Linked DNA regions of Anas platyrhynchos: all the other regions are linked to region 3. Evidence: chromatin contacts called from public Hi-C data. All regions are on one chromosome and are shown on one strand. The core of a region is the stretch at or near the end of the contact, and the rest is flanking DNA. Distances in the headings are between cores, read along the strand shown. Region 1 holds the start of CYP1B1 (cytochrome P450 family 1 subfamily B member 1). Region 2 holds the start of RMDN2 (regulator of microtubule dynamics 2). Region 3 holds the start of YIPF4 (Yip1 domain family member 4).

Region 1 (4,678 bases), core at 1,399-3,898, 250 kb before region 3:
ATCTGATATAGTATTGTGCAACATTCAGACACAGGCAATCGGAAACAATATTTCCAAGGGATTATTTAATGAAGAATGGGCTGGATCACTCTCTAAACGGTAAACAATTTGTACAAGCTCTGCACTGAGGCGATTCCAGGATAAAACATTGCTCAACTGTTGTATAATCCGCCTTAAGAATTTGTAAAACGAAGAGTGAGAACCCAGGTACGGGAAAGAGCCAAAGGAACCCAGTGGGGGGGGGGGGGGTTCTCCATGGCATGCTGCAAAAGGAAGAGGTAAGGAAAGAAAATGAGACTATGACAAGTCCTTGAGAAATTCCAGTTGCTGCTCCAGAGGATTTATGTGCAGCAGCTCCTAACTGACCTTGCCAGTACCCAAAAAAGCAGCCAGCGGCTGTCATGGTTTGAAGAAAAAATGAGAACTGAGCCTGCAAACCCTTATTTAGGTAAGTAGCTCTTAACACTTGCATAAAAATCTGGTAAGGGTTAAGGCGTTTTCTTGAAAAAGGGAGGATGGTGGTGGAGAGCTAAGAAGTCCCTCTCAAAAGACAAATGAAGCCTCTCCAGGTTTTGCAGCTCCTGTCCCTTTACCAGACTCTCACCTCCACAAGGGCTCTTGTCCACCTCCAGAAAGCTCTTCCGTTCAGACTGGCAGAGGTACTGATGTCCCCACAGACCCTGCCAGCCCCTCCGTCTGGCATTCCTGTCAAATCAGGCAGGATCTTTAACAGATTAAGCCCGAATTCCTTTCCCTTAATCCCAAACCCACCCACTTCTGCCCCTTCAACTGCTTTCCTCTTCCATATCTTACACTGAGTGCGTTTTTCTAGGCCTCAGAAAAATTCACTCTAGGCAGCGTACATTTTAACCAATTCAGTCTTTAGTTCTGAACAACACTAGCTTTGCCTCAGAAATTTGGGACTGGCTTCAGCAGTACTCCTGTCCGAATAAAGCCACAAAATTTGGAGAAAAGAAGCATGCATTACCTAAGAGCAATTCTGAACTTTAAGCTGCTAGAAACACAAGAAGAAAAGCAAGAAGAGTGAATAAAGAGGCAGGCAGGAAGGCAGTTTCTGGAACCAAGGGCTGGTCTCTCTCTTGTCACGCATTCACTGGGGTGATTCACCCAGACTAGACTTGGCAGTAAGGGACTAATCAAGGTCACACAGCATCAGAGCCTAGAAAAATGGATGAACTTTTATCACGTACGGACATCGCAATGCTCAGGCTAAAATGTAAGAGCAGCCTGAGACTGTAAATACCTTGTGAGCACAGCGCCTAGTGCAGGGGCACCAGCTGGTACCACCACCCAGGAACAAAACACCTAAAAGAGACTTCTTTCTTCCTTTCCTCTCTAATAGTGACAGAATTTCTGAAGACCAAAAAGAAATGGGGAAAAAATATAGCAAAATATAGCAAAATGCTTTCTTACAGCATTAAAATAAAAGGTAGCAGGACTTTTAAATAACTCCTAGGCTCAGGACTTATTTACAGCTTTTACTTTATTTACTTATATTTACTTTATTACTTTATATTTACTTATTTACATAAATAATGCCCTAAGCTGTGGCTCTGCGGCTCACAGCATGGGCAATGCACGTCCCCTGCAGCCAGCTCCTGTTGGATGTTCTTCCTTCTGCTTGGCCACCTCGCAGGCATCATTTCTTTGTAAATTCGCATTTCCATGGGAGCTGGAACGGAATCTCCTCTGCTTGCTGCAGACTCTCAGAGTGCAATGCAACTAGTTTACGTGCTGCATCCAAGGCAGGATTTAGGGACTTACCGAGAAGAGCTGCAACGTCTGGTTTTAGGCAACTGACTCCCACAGTCACCAGGAGAAAAAAAAAACAAGTTTGCCTGCTGGCGATGGCAAATGCCCAGTACTATAACCCAGAGCTCCAGTAACTGCTGCGTGCCACTGTAACCACCCCAATCCAGCACCCAGAAACAGCCTTAGCCACATCTGGCTAGTTACAGCACGTGAACTTTGCTTTCTACCTTGTGGTGGTGGGGGAGAGAGCAAAGCCCAGGTCTCTCTCCAAGCTTGCCCGGCCCTCAGGCCGCAGGGACAGAGCTGTGCATCGCTCCCCTTCGAAGCTGGACTGCGGGATCCTTCCAGCTCGCCCCAGAGACGGGGTGGGAGGAAGGGAGCTTACTGCTGGCGCTGCGGGGAGAAAGCTCTGACACCTCTGTCACTTGGCAGTGGCAGGAAGAAGCAGCACAGCGTGTACTGAGGCACACAGACGGGATTTGGGAGGCACGCGGAGAGACGTGGCTGATGCTGCTGTGAGCAAGAGCCGTGCTGCTGTCTGGGGGAGCCCAGGGCCCTGGCAGCGGGCAGGAGCGCGCTGCTCAGCAGGGGAAGAAGCAGCAGAGCCCCGGCCAGGGCTGGGATCGCGCCCCGAGCTGGGCTGCCTCCCAGCACCTCATTTAGCCTAATCCCCAAACGCCACCAAACCCCCTTCCCTCCCCTCGCGCTGTGCCCGCGCACCAGCTGACAAAGAAGCTCCGGTTCTTTATTTTGCCTCTCCACCAAACGCCCCAACGAAGCGAGCCCTTCCCCATCTCCCTCCCCAGGGCTTCCCTCACGCCGGGCCGGGGCTGTAGCCCCCGATCCCCTCCGGGGCCGGGCGGAGGGGACCGAAGGGCTAAAAAAAACCCCTCCGGCAGCGGGAGGGAGGCAGGAGGGCGGCGAGGCCGGCGGGGGGCGAGCTGCCCGGCGCTCCCCCGCCGCCTTCCCCCCGAGCCGCTGTCAGGTACGGCGAGGAGGGGTAGGGGCCCGGGGAGGAGATGGCTGGAGGCTTTCCAGCCCCGGCTCACGCAATGCAAACTCCGCACGCAACGGGGAGGCGACAGGCGGAGGAGGGGAAGCTCGGCGGCTCCCTCAAGCCCCCCCCTCCCCATCCCCGAGATGCAGGGAGACGGTGCCTCCTGACACAAGAGGGGCTGCTGCGAGCCTCCCGGCCGCTCTCCTCCGCCGTGAATAAAAAAAAAAAAATAAAGAAAGAAAAAAAAAAAAAAAAGGAAAAAAAAAAGCATCCGGCGGCTCAGCCGCTCGGCTTGGCGACGGCCCAAGGGCGGCTGGCAAATAGCGGCGACCCCTCCGGCCAGGGGAAGGGCGATTTGTCAGCGGGGCCAAGTGCGGCACGCCCGCAGCGCAGCGCACCGCGGATGCCGGGGGATTTAAAGCCGCGGCTCCCCATGCCAGGAGCCCAGGCGAGGCTGCTCCGGCTCCGGCTCGGGCTCGGCAGGGCGGGCGGCCCCCCTCTCGCCCCCTGAATCCTCCGCACCCTTCCCCCGTGGAGGCTGCGGCAGGTGGCTGCCGGCGGGGCGAGCTCCGACGGGTGAAAGCGGCCCCATGGGGGGCAGGAGCCGGGGCTCCCGATGAGATTCCCAGAGCCCGGGATCTGAACGCCGATCTCAGCAGCTGCCCGGCTCCTCTCCATCCTCCCCGAGGGCTCCGATGGAGGCTGCGTGCAACAGGTCAGTCCTGCCGTCTCCCTCCTTCTTCCCCGCGCCGCTTCGGGCAGGCTGCGGGACACGGCGGGGAGCGCAGCCCGCGGTCAGCCCCTGCCACCGAGAAGCCGGGCTGGGGGCAGGCTCGGCAGGAGGGGGCTCCGAGGGTCTTTAACCCGGCGGAGCGCTGCTGGGTGCCGGGATGAACCTGTCTGCGTGCGGCACCCGGGGAGCTCGTCCGGCCAGAGCATCCTCCGCTGCCTCAGCCGTTTGCAAACCTCCCCTGGCAGGGGGGAAGAGAGCAGCGGCCCCGCCGCTTTTGAGCCCTTATTGTCTATTATCCCTTGCTTTTTTTTTTTTTTTTTTTTTTTTTAATTTTTCTTCGTTTTGCACAGGACCCAGGCGGGCGCCTAGCGGGGACGCGCCGCCACCCCTGCGCCCTGCCGGCCGGCGGCGCGCCCCCGTGCCCTCGGGCTCCCTCTGACCTGTCCCCTTTCCTTGCAGCATGGCCCTGGAGAGGCTGGGGGAAGCCCTGCGCGGCCCCCCGGCCCCGCAGAGCTGCCTGCTGCTCCTCGTCTGCCTGCTGGCCGCCGTGCACCTGGGCAAGCTCCTCCTGCAGCGGAGACGCCGGCGGCGGCAGGGCGAGCGCCGGGGGCCTCCGGGCCCTTTTCCCTGGCCCCTGATCGGCAACGCGGCGCAGCTGGGCAGCGCCCCGCACCTCTCCTTCGCCCGCCTGGCCGGCACCTACGGCGCCGTCTTCCAGCTGCGCCTGGGCCGCTGGCCCGTGGTGGTGCTGAACGGCGAGCGGGCCATCCGGCAGGCGCTCGTCCGCCAGGGGGCCGCCTTCGCCGGCCGGCCGGCCTTCCCCTCCTTCCAGCTGGTGTCGGGAGGGCTCAGCCTGGCCTTCGGCGGCTACTCGGAGCTGTGGAAGCTGCACCGGCGGGCGGCGCACGCCACGGTGCGGGCTTTCTCCACCGGCAGCCCGGCCACCCGCCGCCTGCTGGAGCGGCACCTGCTGGGCGAGGCGAGGGCGCTGGTGGCGCTGCTGGTGCGGGGCAGCGCCGGCGGCGCCTTCCTCGACCCGTCGCGGGTGCTGCTGGTGGCCGTGGCCAACGTGATGAGCGCCCTGTGCTTCGGCCGCCGCTACAGCCACGGCGACGGCGAGTTCCTGCGCCTGGTGGGGCGCAACGAGCAGTTCGGGCGCGCCGTGGGCGCGGGCA
Region 2 (4,594 bases), core at 169-2,668, 180 kb before region 3:
TTTCCTGATTGGAGAGAACTTTAAAATATACGTAGAACTTTTGAAGGGCCACTGTTTCCAATACAAAGTTTCACACGCGTATTGATGCAAATTGCAATGCATAAACAAAATATTATCGACTCACCCTCCTTCACTTTCTGCCTCCTCAGAGCTGGTAGCTTCTTTTGCAGGAGTTGTCTCAGCTTTTCTCCGCCTTGCTGCTCTGTGTGATGGGCTAACTCTCTGAGCATCTCCCTTCCCTTGGAGCTCGTCTCGAACAAGCTCTTCAAGCTTTGGAATAGCTTCTTTCAGAAACTTCACCTCCCTCTTCAGTTCATCCACGCTTATTAGCAAGTCATTCAATTTTTCTAGTATCTGCAGTTGCCTCCTGTGTAAAACCATTACTGCCCCTTGCTCGTTATGAGTTTCATGTTGCATGCCTACAGAATTAAGCTTGTTACCTACATCTGCAAAGTCAGGTATACGCACAGCTGCACCAGGTTTTCGGACCTTGCGGTACCAGATCAGGACCAGGCTTATTCCAGCAGTCCCTGCCATGATGCCCAGTATCAGTCCTTTATTTTCAAAGCGAGACATTTCTGCGCTCTCCTACAATTGGGAGACAACAGTCACAGAGTTAAAGACGCTCTCCCCCTCTACCCAAACGACTGACTGCGCTTTTAAATCGCCAAAGCTTGAGGCTGGGATAACCGGTGCAGATAGGAAGCCAGAGTGCAACTCCAGCAGCTTCTGCAACAGCAGCCTGTGTGCAATGACAGCAAAACCGAGCCGGCAGCGACTTGTTTTGCCGGAGGGAGGGCAGGGGGGCAGCACGCTGCCCTACCCGCACAGCACCGCAGCCTTCACTTCTGACCTCCCGGCTGCTTTAAGCTGACATTTTTCCTTTTTTTTTAACGCCCAAACCCGCTGTCCTCGGCTTGCCGCAGCGCTCAGCTGTCGGGCCGCAGCCCAGCAGGGGGGGTCCCCGCGGCCGCCTCCCCACAGGGCGCCCACCCCGCGCCCGCCGCCGCCTCCCCCCCGCTACCTACCGGGCCCGGCCCGGGGCCCGCCGCGCCTCACGGCCCCGCTGCGGCGCTGGGGGCGGCGAGACCCGGATCCAGGGGGCCGGGCCTGCGAGGGAGGCAGCGGCCGGGCCTCGGGGCACGGCTACCGGGGCCCGCCCTACGGCAGCCCCGGGCCGGCTGCGGGTCCTCGGGTCCCCGGGAGCCGCGCCTGCTGCAGGGGGTGCGCGGTTTGGCCGTTCAGGGGCGGCTTGTGCTGTTATGGCTCTGCCTGAGGGCTGCTGGTTTCTGCGAGCTTCACCTTTGCTGCTACTTCCAGGAGACAGAGGGGGGGTGTGCGCTGCAGCGGAGGAGGCCTGGTGCTGCACAAGCACCAAAAAGCCCTGAGCGGCTGCATGAAGGCTTAATAGTACCTCAGCCACCTGCCAGCCTCAAACTGAGTGTGTTTCTCCAGTCTCTTGCACTCTGCCCAAAGTCAAGGAGTAATTTGAGTGTGACAGGGTGTGGGATGCATTGTGCCTACAGCCCCAAACTCGTACCCGTGGCACAAGACCATTCTTCAGTATTTCCTCCTGTTGCTGGCTTGGTAGAAAGGACCATTGGAGACAACTCGCTGTGCCCAGCCTTGTCCTGAAGGCTCCTGGAGGGTGCCTGTGCACAACGTGCCCTGCCAGAACTGCGAAACAAACTCAGGTTCTTCTGCGAGGGCCCACACAAAAGGCATTTACTGAAATTATTACGACTGCAGGACAAGAGATTGATCTTCAACAGTTGGAGCTTTCCCCAGTCATATCGCTCAGGAACAAAGAAGTTATTAAAAACAAACAAACAACAACAACAACAAAAAACACCTTAAACAGGTACCAGGAACATAAATTGTGTTCCCAAACAGAATTTCAGTCTTAATGCAAATTAGCAAATGTAAATCTATCTTTTAGTCTCATAGTCTAATATCTCTTTATCTTTGAACACAGATTTCCTTTATAATAACAGTAACAGCTAACTAGTTCTCCACTGAGATCCTGAAGATGATATGAGCCTTGTGGGAGGCCAAATTACAACCTGAGAGGAAGGTTCGTCTATTAAGATGGAAAAATTAATCCTGTTTCAATATTCTACAATTTTCCCAGTTAATAATAATAAGAATAAAGTATGGCCTGTTCATATGTTCATAATTTGAAATTTGTAAGCTCTTCAATTTTATAGAAACTTCACTAATTTCCAGAGAACAATTTTCACTATGATAGAAATAATTATTTTAAATTACATAATCCATTAGTGTTTAAAAACAAAACTAGATTATATGAATCCTCATGCTGATCGTATTTCAAATGTTTAGGAGTGGTAATAAATTTCTGTTGGATAACCTTTATTTGTATTTTCTCTTTTCAACACCATTTGCCAAAAATCTTTCTATAAGCCAAACAAAACAGGAAAGGTTATTAAAAAGATAATTAATCTGAGGACAAACATAGCTGAAACAGGCCTGCGGCCTTAGACTAGGCAACTTGCTTTCAGATATAATAGTCTGTGAGAACTGCTTTCTAAATCTGCCATTAGTTTCTCTGAATGCATTGCAACTCTGAAAATCAGGTCACAGGTCTGGATCCAATGTCCTAAATTGCTTTGCACCTGCAGCCACCTTACCCAGGCATTGCAATGCTGAAGTGTAGGAGTCATTGCGTGCGTGTCACCTGCCAGAGGACAACAGCTCCCCATGCTGGGACCTAAACACTGATTTACCTAGACTTGGCACATTAAAATGGCCTAAATCTGATAACTATTCTAAGCAAACTGCAAAGAAATGTTTTTAGAAAAGTGCTGTTATTCTGCATGTGTATTTTTTTTCTAGTTCAAACCAGACTTTGTACCTGAAGTCCTAATAAACATCCAAGTCCAGACCACTGTCTGTTAGACAACGTCAGGCTCATTGCTAAACAGTGTACTTTTAGCTCTACTTCATAAGGAGACAGAGCTTACGCTCCCACCTTGTCAGTGCACTGTCCTGCTGTCCCCTAATACCATGACACTTTCTTCACCCAGTAGCTCCTTCATCTGTAAATTAACTTCAGAAAATTTTGACAGAAAAAGAAAGAAGTCAATATACTGAGATTCCTGCAAGTTTCATGACGGTCAGCAGCTCTGATGTGATGAGACCCTGTTAACATTCTGCCTTCCTCCCCACCCGCCCCAGGCAGATGTTGCCAGATGAGCTCAGCACACCCGAGCTGCACTGCAGACACACCTGCCTGCTCACAACACTGTTCGTGTAACACCAGGCCACGTCGTTTAACTGGTCTATTGGGACATTTTGCGCTTGGACGGTAGCTTTGTGTCAGACTAGAAAAGTTAGCTTATTATTGAGCAATTGAGTTCAAAGGGTGAAAGCACCATTGCATTATAAGTAACCAATGTATGCTGTTTCCAGCCAAGATGTATATTAATAACGTACTGGTCTTCTAATTTCTGCATGAAAGCCATTTTACAATCGACATAAAATTCTTTAGCTATAATTTTTATTATTTTTTTTCTTTCTTTTTTTACTTTCTGGAAATGGCCCCCACCTAGATATTAACCTGCTGCTTGTAACAAATACAGAAACTTTTTCATCTCTTAGTAACACTTCATACTTATTATTTCAGCAGTTGTAAGCATATAATCAAGCCCTGTTAATAAATCACCAAATATTGCAAAAGTTTAAATACCTTTGACCAGACTTGCTACCGGCCTGTCAGAAATCCTACTGTTTTGTCAAGTTTTATTGAATTCTCCCTAGTCATATGGAGACTAGACTCTAAAATAAAATAAAATAAAATAAAATAAAATAAAATAAAATAAAATAAAATTCTAACTTACCTCAAAAGGAAGGAAAGCATTCACTGTCAGACTTGCATAAATATATCTTGATAAATCTTGTCAATATTCTCTGTTGCTCTTGCCCTGGACAATTGCCCTTAATGAAAAATTAATAAATTGGAGTCATAGGGGATCAATAATAGTGCACTGATATTTATTTATTTTTTTTTCAAATAAAGATACACTGTTTAGCATAATTCTCAGAGGAGATGAATTGCTATAACTGCACTGATTTTATGCCTCTGTGTGTGCACATGTAACTGTACCTCTGCATCCTCTCCAGTACTTTTGAATCTCTCAGTGATCACAGTTAGATTTAACAGAGAAATTAAGTAATGAAAAGTTTCTTTGAATTACTTGGTGTTTTAAAGGGGAAAACTCTGAACTTGTTCCCCAACTATGAGGAATATTGCTCACTCCTTGTAACACAACTGAGAATTCGCACAGGAGAAATGCATTTCGCAGGGGGAACTGAAATACCAAATATAACCTGATAGGAAACTTGGCTTCATTAGTTCAATGAATCAGTTCAACAGAACAATCTGTTCATTTATTTATTGTGTTGATGTGATCCAGTGCTGCAATTTCAGCTAAGCAAAAATGGTTACTAATGCCATGGTGCTAAAAAAAAAAAAAAAAGGAAAAAAGTGCTGCTCCTGCTTCTTTGTGTTTGTCTTCATCTCACTAGAAAGCTCAAGGACATTATCAAGATGTATTTATGCAAGCTATGTTAATTT
Region 3 (4,821 bases), core at 804-3,303:
CACACCCCTTAAATCTTGTCTAGTAGTGCAACATTACTGCTCTTATTCGGAGAGAGGTACCAAACCCCTTAAAGGTTTTGAGACCCAACATCAACAAATAAGGATTACAATGAAGCAAATTAAAATTTTGCCTTAAGCACAAACCACTCTTTGACATGACACTCTTTGTTGTCATGGCTTTATGTTAGTCAATAATATAAAAACAAAGGAACCTAAATTTGTCCACTGACAGATGTGTCTGGCATGCTGCGGAGGGCAAGGTTTCCAGAAGCATCAGAGATATCCCAGCAACAGCAGGGAACAGCACAAGCACAACTGTGTAGGTAAATACAAGTGTAGCTATAAAGAGGGAGACACATCGAAAATTGAAAGGAAGCCTATTGCAAAGGTCTGGTAACAAACAAGTTCCACATAATAGTCAAGACAATGAGTTACTCTTGCCAGATGTCTTGATTGCTCAACTATTTAAAGGGGGAGTCAAAATGCACAAAAAGCCGTAGGGCCATTTTGTATTATTAAGGTCTCAGTTAAAGTTTTTCAATTAAAAATAGTTTCCCTACATTTTATATGTGATTTTATTTTCCTGTTGCTGCAAGGAAACTGATAATCACTGTAATATGTCCAAAGAGAACCCGAACACTTATTATATTTCATATAAGCCCAAACTTCAATTATCTTTGGATATGGGGAAAAAAAAAAAAAAAGTTTCTGGTCATGCTCTCTCTGTGAAAACCAGATAAGCTTTTACTTGTTCAAAATTACTTGAGATGGAACTCGCAGTGTTTTTCTGTAATGGGACATGTATGGGAAAGGATGTTCCTTCTGCAAATCAAACCACTTCTCTAGAGCATTTTATCTTCTTTTAACTTTTTCGGTTCCAAATATATCAATATTTACAACATTTCTTTACAATGAGGGTGGTCAAACACTGGAACAGGCTTCCTAGCAACGTGGTTGATGCCCCATAATGTCACTATTTAAGAGGCATTTGGACAATGCCCTCAGTGACATACTTAAACTTTTGGCTGGCCCTGAAGTGGTCAGGCAGTTGGACTAGATGGTCTTTGTAGGTCCCTTCCAGATGAACAGTTCCTGTTAAATCTTAAGCCTTAAAAAGTGAGATCTTTGTTACTGATTCTTCAAAGTATAGACCACATCGAGAGCCATCATGCCTATTCCGTTACTATAACAGGGACTAGCAACGGCATCTCAATCTTACTATTTTAAAACTACAGTGTATCACAGCAGTCTCATGAACCAGACTGTGAATGGAGGATTTGGTGATGCTCTGCAAATTACTGCAGCTGCTGCTAACGAGGCCTGGCAAAGGAGCTATCAGACTGATGGACCCTTGGGGAGCCCTGATGCAGTTGATGGCTGTCTGAAGACATCACTGATCCATGCAGGTGTGGGATGGTGGAAGATGAACACCATGGCAGCTGCATGTGGATACTGAGAGGAATGGGCATCTCGTAGGTAAGCAGTGATAGGACTAGAGGGAATGGCCTCAAGTTGCTCCAGGGGAGGTTCAGGTTGGAAATGAGGAGACATTTCTGCTCAGAAAGAGCAGTCAGGCACTGGGGCGGGTTGCCCAGGGAGGTGGTGGAGTCACTGTCCCTGGGGGTGTTCAAGGAGAGGCTGGACCTGGTGCTTGGGAACATGGTTAGTGGTGACACTGGTGGTAGGGGACGGTTGGAGCAGTTGGTGTGGGAGCTCTTGGAGGTGGGAAGCAAAACAACCTTTAGAGTTAAAATCCATCCAGATGTACTTCTGGAGGAAACCTCCAGCGTTACTCCCGAGAGCTTTGTGCTCTGCCGGGACATTTCTCCACCCCCGACCTCCCAAACCCTTCTCCAGCACCACAGGGACCGCAGCGCCCCCGCCGCCCCCTGCAGGCCGGGCCCCGCTGGCCGCCTGCTGACGCAACCCCGGAGGGGCGGGGCGGGGCGGTGAGAGGGGCCTCCCGCCCCGCCCACCGCCCGGCTCGCCCAATCGGCGGAAACTTTATAGCGGGGTCGGGCGGAGGGGGCCTGCTGGCGGCCAATCGCGGCGCGGGGCCGCTGGGTGTCGCCCCGTGAGGCGGCTGCGCCGTGGCCGTCGGGCGCCGCTCAGCGCCGCGGCAGCCCCCGGGCAGGCCCCAGGCCAGGCCCCGCCGCCCGCACCCGCACCGGGAGCGGCCCCGGCCCCGGCCCCGCGCAGGGCGGGGAGATGCAGCCCCCGGGGCCACAGCCGCCGCTCTACGCGCCCAGCAACGGGGACTTCACGTTCGTCTCCTCCGCGGATGCCGAAGGTGAGCGCGGGGCCTTCCCTTCCCTTCCCTTCCCTTCCCTTCCCTTCCCTTCCCTTCCCTTCCCTTCCCTTCCCTTCCCTTCCCTCCTCACCGAGCAGTGCCGTGCTGGCACGCTGAGGCGATTTCTGTCTTTGCACCGCAAAAGCAAACACGCAACAGGCAGAGCTGTGCCGCCTCCTCTTGGCAGAGGGTGACCCTTTGGGCTCTGGCCGTTTAAACAACAAACTTTCGGCTTTGTGTGTTTGGTTTCAGTTGTAGAGAAGGTTAGGAGTTGTGCAAATCCTGGCCCTGGGGCCCTACCCTGGAGAAGAAGACTTAAAAACTACTGCAGAATAATGAACTCCGAGCTTTGGTGAGCTTACCAATTGCTCTGACAAGGCATACTGATCAGTAGGTACAGCCCAGGTTGCTTTTCTTTGATTTCTTTTTTTTTTCCCCTTTTTTGCCTTGATCTGAAAAGGGATCCAGGATCTGGATTCTGGGAGACCCTTTGGTTTTCTCCCGAAGGCATTTGCTGAGCCCCATGTTAGTAGTCTGTCAGTGTACTGTAACCACCTGCACAGTAGGATGTGTTGCATTGGACTCAGCTCTGTGCTTTTTATGAGCTCGAATGAGGTTTAATCTCATGCCTGTTTGGTGTAGTCCTCTCTGTGAAGTGCCACATAGGCCTATCCTAACAAACAGACATAAGGGAAACTAAACAGCTTGATGTTTCTAAATAAAAACACTGTACGTTGCATTTGCATCTTCTTGTTATTTCCCAAGTCTTGATCTATACAAAGAATAAAACTTTTTTTTTGGTATTGTTTCCATAAGAGGTAGCTGTTTGTGGGAAAGAATGGCAGAGATGAAGTGGACATGTATGGGTTAAAGAACAGGCTGGTTCTTGTTTGTTTTTAACTTGTTGAGCTGCTTTGTCCCACCTGAGATATCATCTTGCAATATAGACATAAAATGCTGTTAATCGGTTTCACAATTTAAAAGATGGTCATAGGTATTTGCTAATTGCTGAGTGCTAACAGGAGCCTTGGTAAAGAAGATGTGTGTAGAAGTTTTCCAGCCTCGGGATGGGTTGTCATTGTTGAGATGACAGAAAGAAGGCTGATCGGGCTGTTGTGGCTGTGTATTTTGGCAGCCACAGCTGTGCACAAAGAACTGCAAGAACGCCTCCTTGCCAAGCAGAGTTGCCCTGTAGCACAGCCAGGTAATTTTTAGAATGACAGAAGGGCCCTGCTGATAATAGAAAGCTTGTGAGGTTTTCCCTACCTCAATGTTCAGGCATTAAGAATACATTTCTTCCCCCAGGCAACAGCAGAAGGCTTTGCTTGCATCTGGTGGGAACAATGTGTATGTGCTGATGTGTAAAGAGTGAAGAGAAATTTCCTTCATTAAATAACTGTGATCTTCGTCAGGATCCTGTGCAGATGGTGTTCTTGGAATCAAAGCAACAGACCAGTAACTGTCACGATTATGAAATGGTTGAGAAGCACTAATGGGGAAGCTTAAATTTAAGCTGGCGTGGCCTAGCGAGCTGATCTGGGACAGAGCTCTGTTAATTTGATTGTGGTGCTGAGCGTGGAGTAAATGCTGCAGACATGCTGGCTGAACACTGTAGGACATCCTGTCACTGGGAGAGTGTGCATTCTGTGAAATTGTGCTGCATTCAGGTAGATGATGTCTCAAACATAATCCACAAATGTGGCCTGAATTTTCTGTAAGGGTGTTGCAGGAATATTTCAGAAGTACTTGCTGTAGGTAGGTGTTTGGGGAAATTTGTACAGAGGATTTTGTGTGTGTGTGTGTATAAAAACACACAACAGGGCAAAACAAGATTTTCTTTAGTGAGGCAAAAAACCTTGGGTAAGAAGGGAGTCTTTGCATCTTGGTATATTTGTAACAAGGTTTGTACAAATATTGGCTTACTTGTTTGTTGTTGTGTGTTGTGTTTTTAAGCAAAAAGAAGGAAGTTCGTGAATTCTTACTGGAATACTTACACTTTTCATTCCTTCCTATTTTATTTCTTCAGTGTAGATTTTCATTTACTGTTTTGTATTCTTCATCTGTACATAATCAAATAAAATGCAAATAAAACTTTTGACACAGACTGAACGTATATAAATTGGGGGAGGGGGGTTAATATTGTGATAGACCAAGATCATAGTGAATTAAAGAGCATTTATCTCTCCTTATTGAATGGACCGTGGGGTTCTCTGATAGTATTCTTTTTTTCTACCATTTTTTAACCTGTGTTAAAAGCAGGCTATAAATCAAAACACCTGGGAATTACTGAGAAGTAGGATGTAAGGAGAGAATTTGGGTGAAACAATGCCAGTGTGTAGAAATGGGCTCTGAAAGAGAGAGTGTGGTAAGAAAAAATGGTAAATCCCCAACTGTCAGCATGATGAGACTTTCATACTTAACTCTTATGCTTCTAAATGCTTAATGATAAAGCACAGACTGAAAGGTGTTGTCATACTGTTACACTGTGTTGCCAAGACAAGTGCTCCATGCTAGAACTTGGTAATCTAAAC

Evidence for each region. A called contact is a pair of places that touch in the nucleus more often than the background predicts.
Region 1: a contact with region 3 is called in a Hi-C map of subcutaneous adipose tissue, with 2.5 times the contacts expected there. The contact joins the promoter of CYP1B1 here to the promoter of YIPF4 in region 3. A contact is called at or near these places in 2 of 8 Hi-C or Micro-C datasets (skeletal muscle and subcutaneous adipose tissue).
Region 2: a Hi-C map of skeletal muscle shows a contact between it and region 3, with 4 times the contacts expected there. The contact joins the promoter of RMDN2 here to the promoter of YIPF4 in region 3. A contact is called at or near these places in 4 of 8 Hi-C or Micro-C datasets (F1 follicle, liver, skeletal muscle and 1 more).

The regions. Positions count from the first base shown.
Region 1 is chr3:33,770,467-33,775,144 of IASCAAS_PekinDuck_T2T, forward strand. It overlaps CYP1B1 (cytochrome P450 family 1 subfamily B member 1), which reads left to right and starts at 2,649. Exons shown (of 3, transcript XM_027453911.3): 1 at 2,649-3,485; 2 at 3,963-4,678. The coding sequence starts at 3,466.
Region 2 is chr3:33,839,470-33,844,063 of IASCAAS_PekinDuck_T2T, forward strand. RMDN2 (regulator of microtubule dynamics 2) reads right to left here and starts at 1,419. Exons shown (of 11, transcript XM_038176803.2): 1 at 1,303-1,419; 2 at 125-588. The coding sequence starts at 1,398.
Region 3 is chr3:34,022,060-34,026,880 of IASCAAS_PekinDuck_T2T, forward strand. It overlaps YIPF4 (Yip1 domain family member 4), which reads left to right and starts at 2,054. Exons shown (of 6, transcript XM_027453916.3): 1 at 2,054-2,290. The coding sequence starts at 2,209.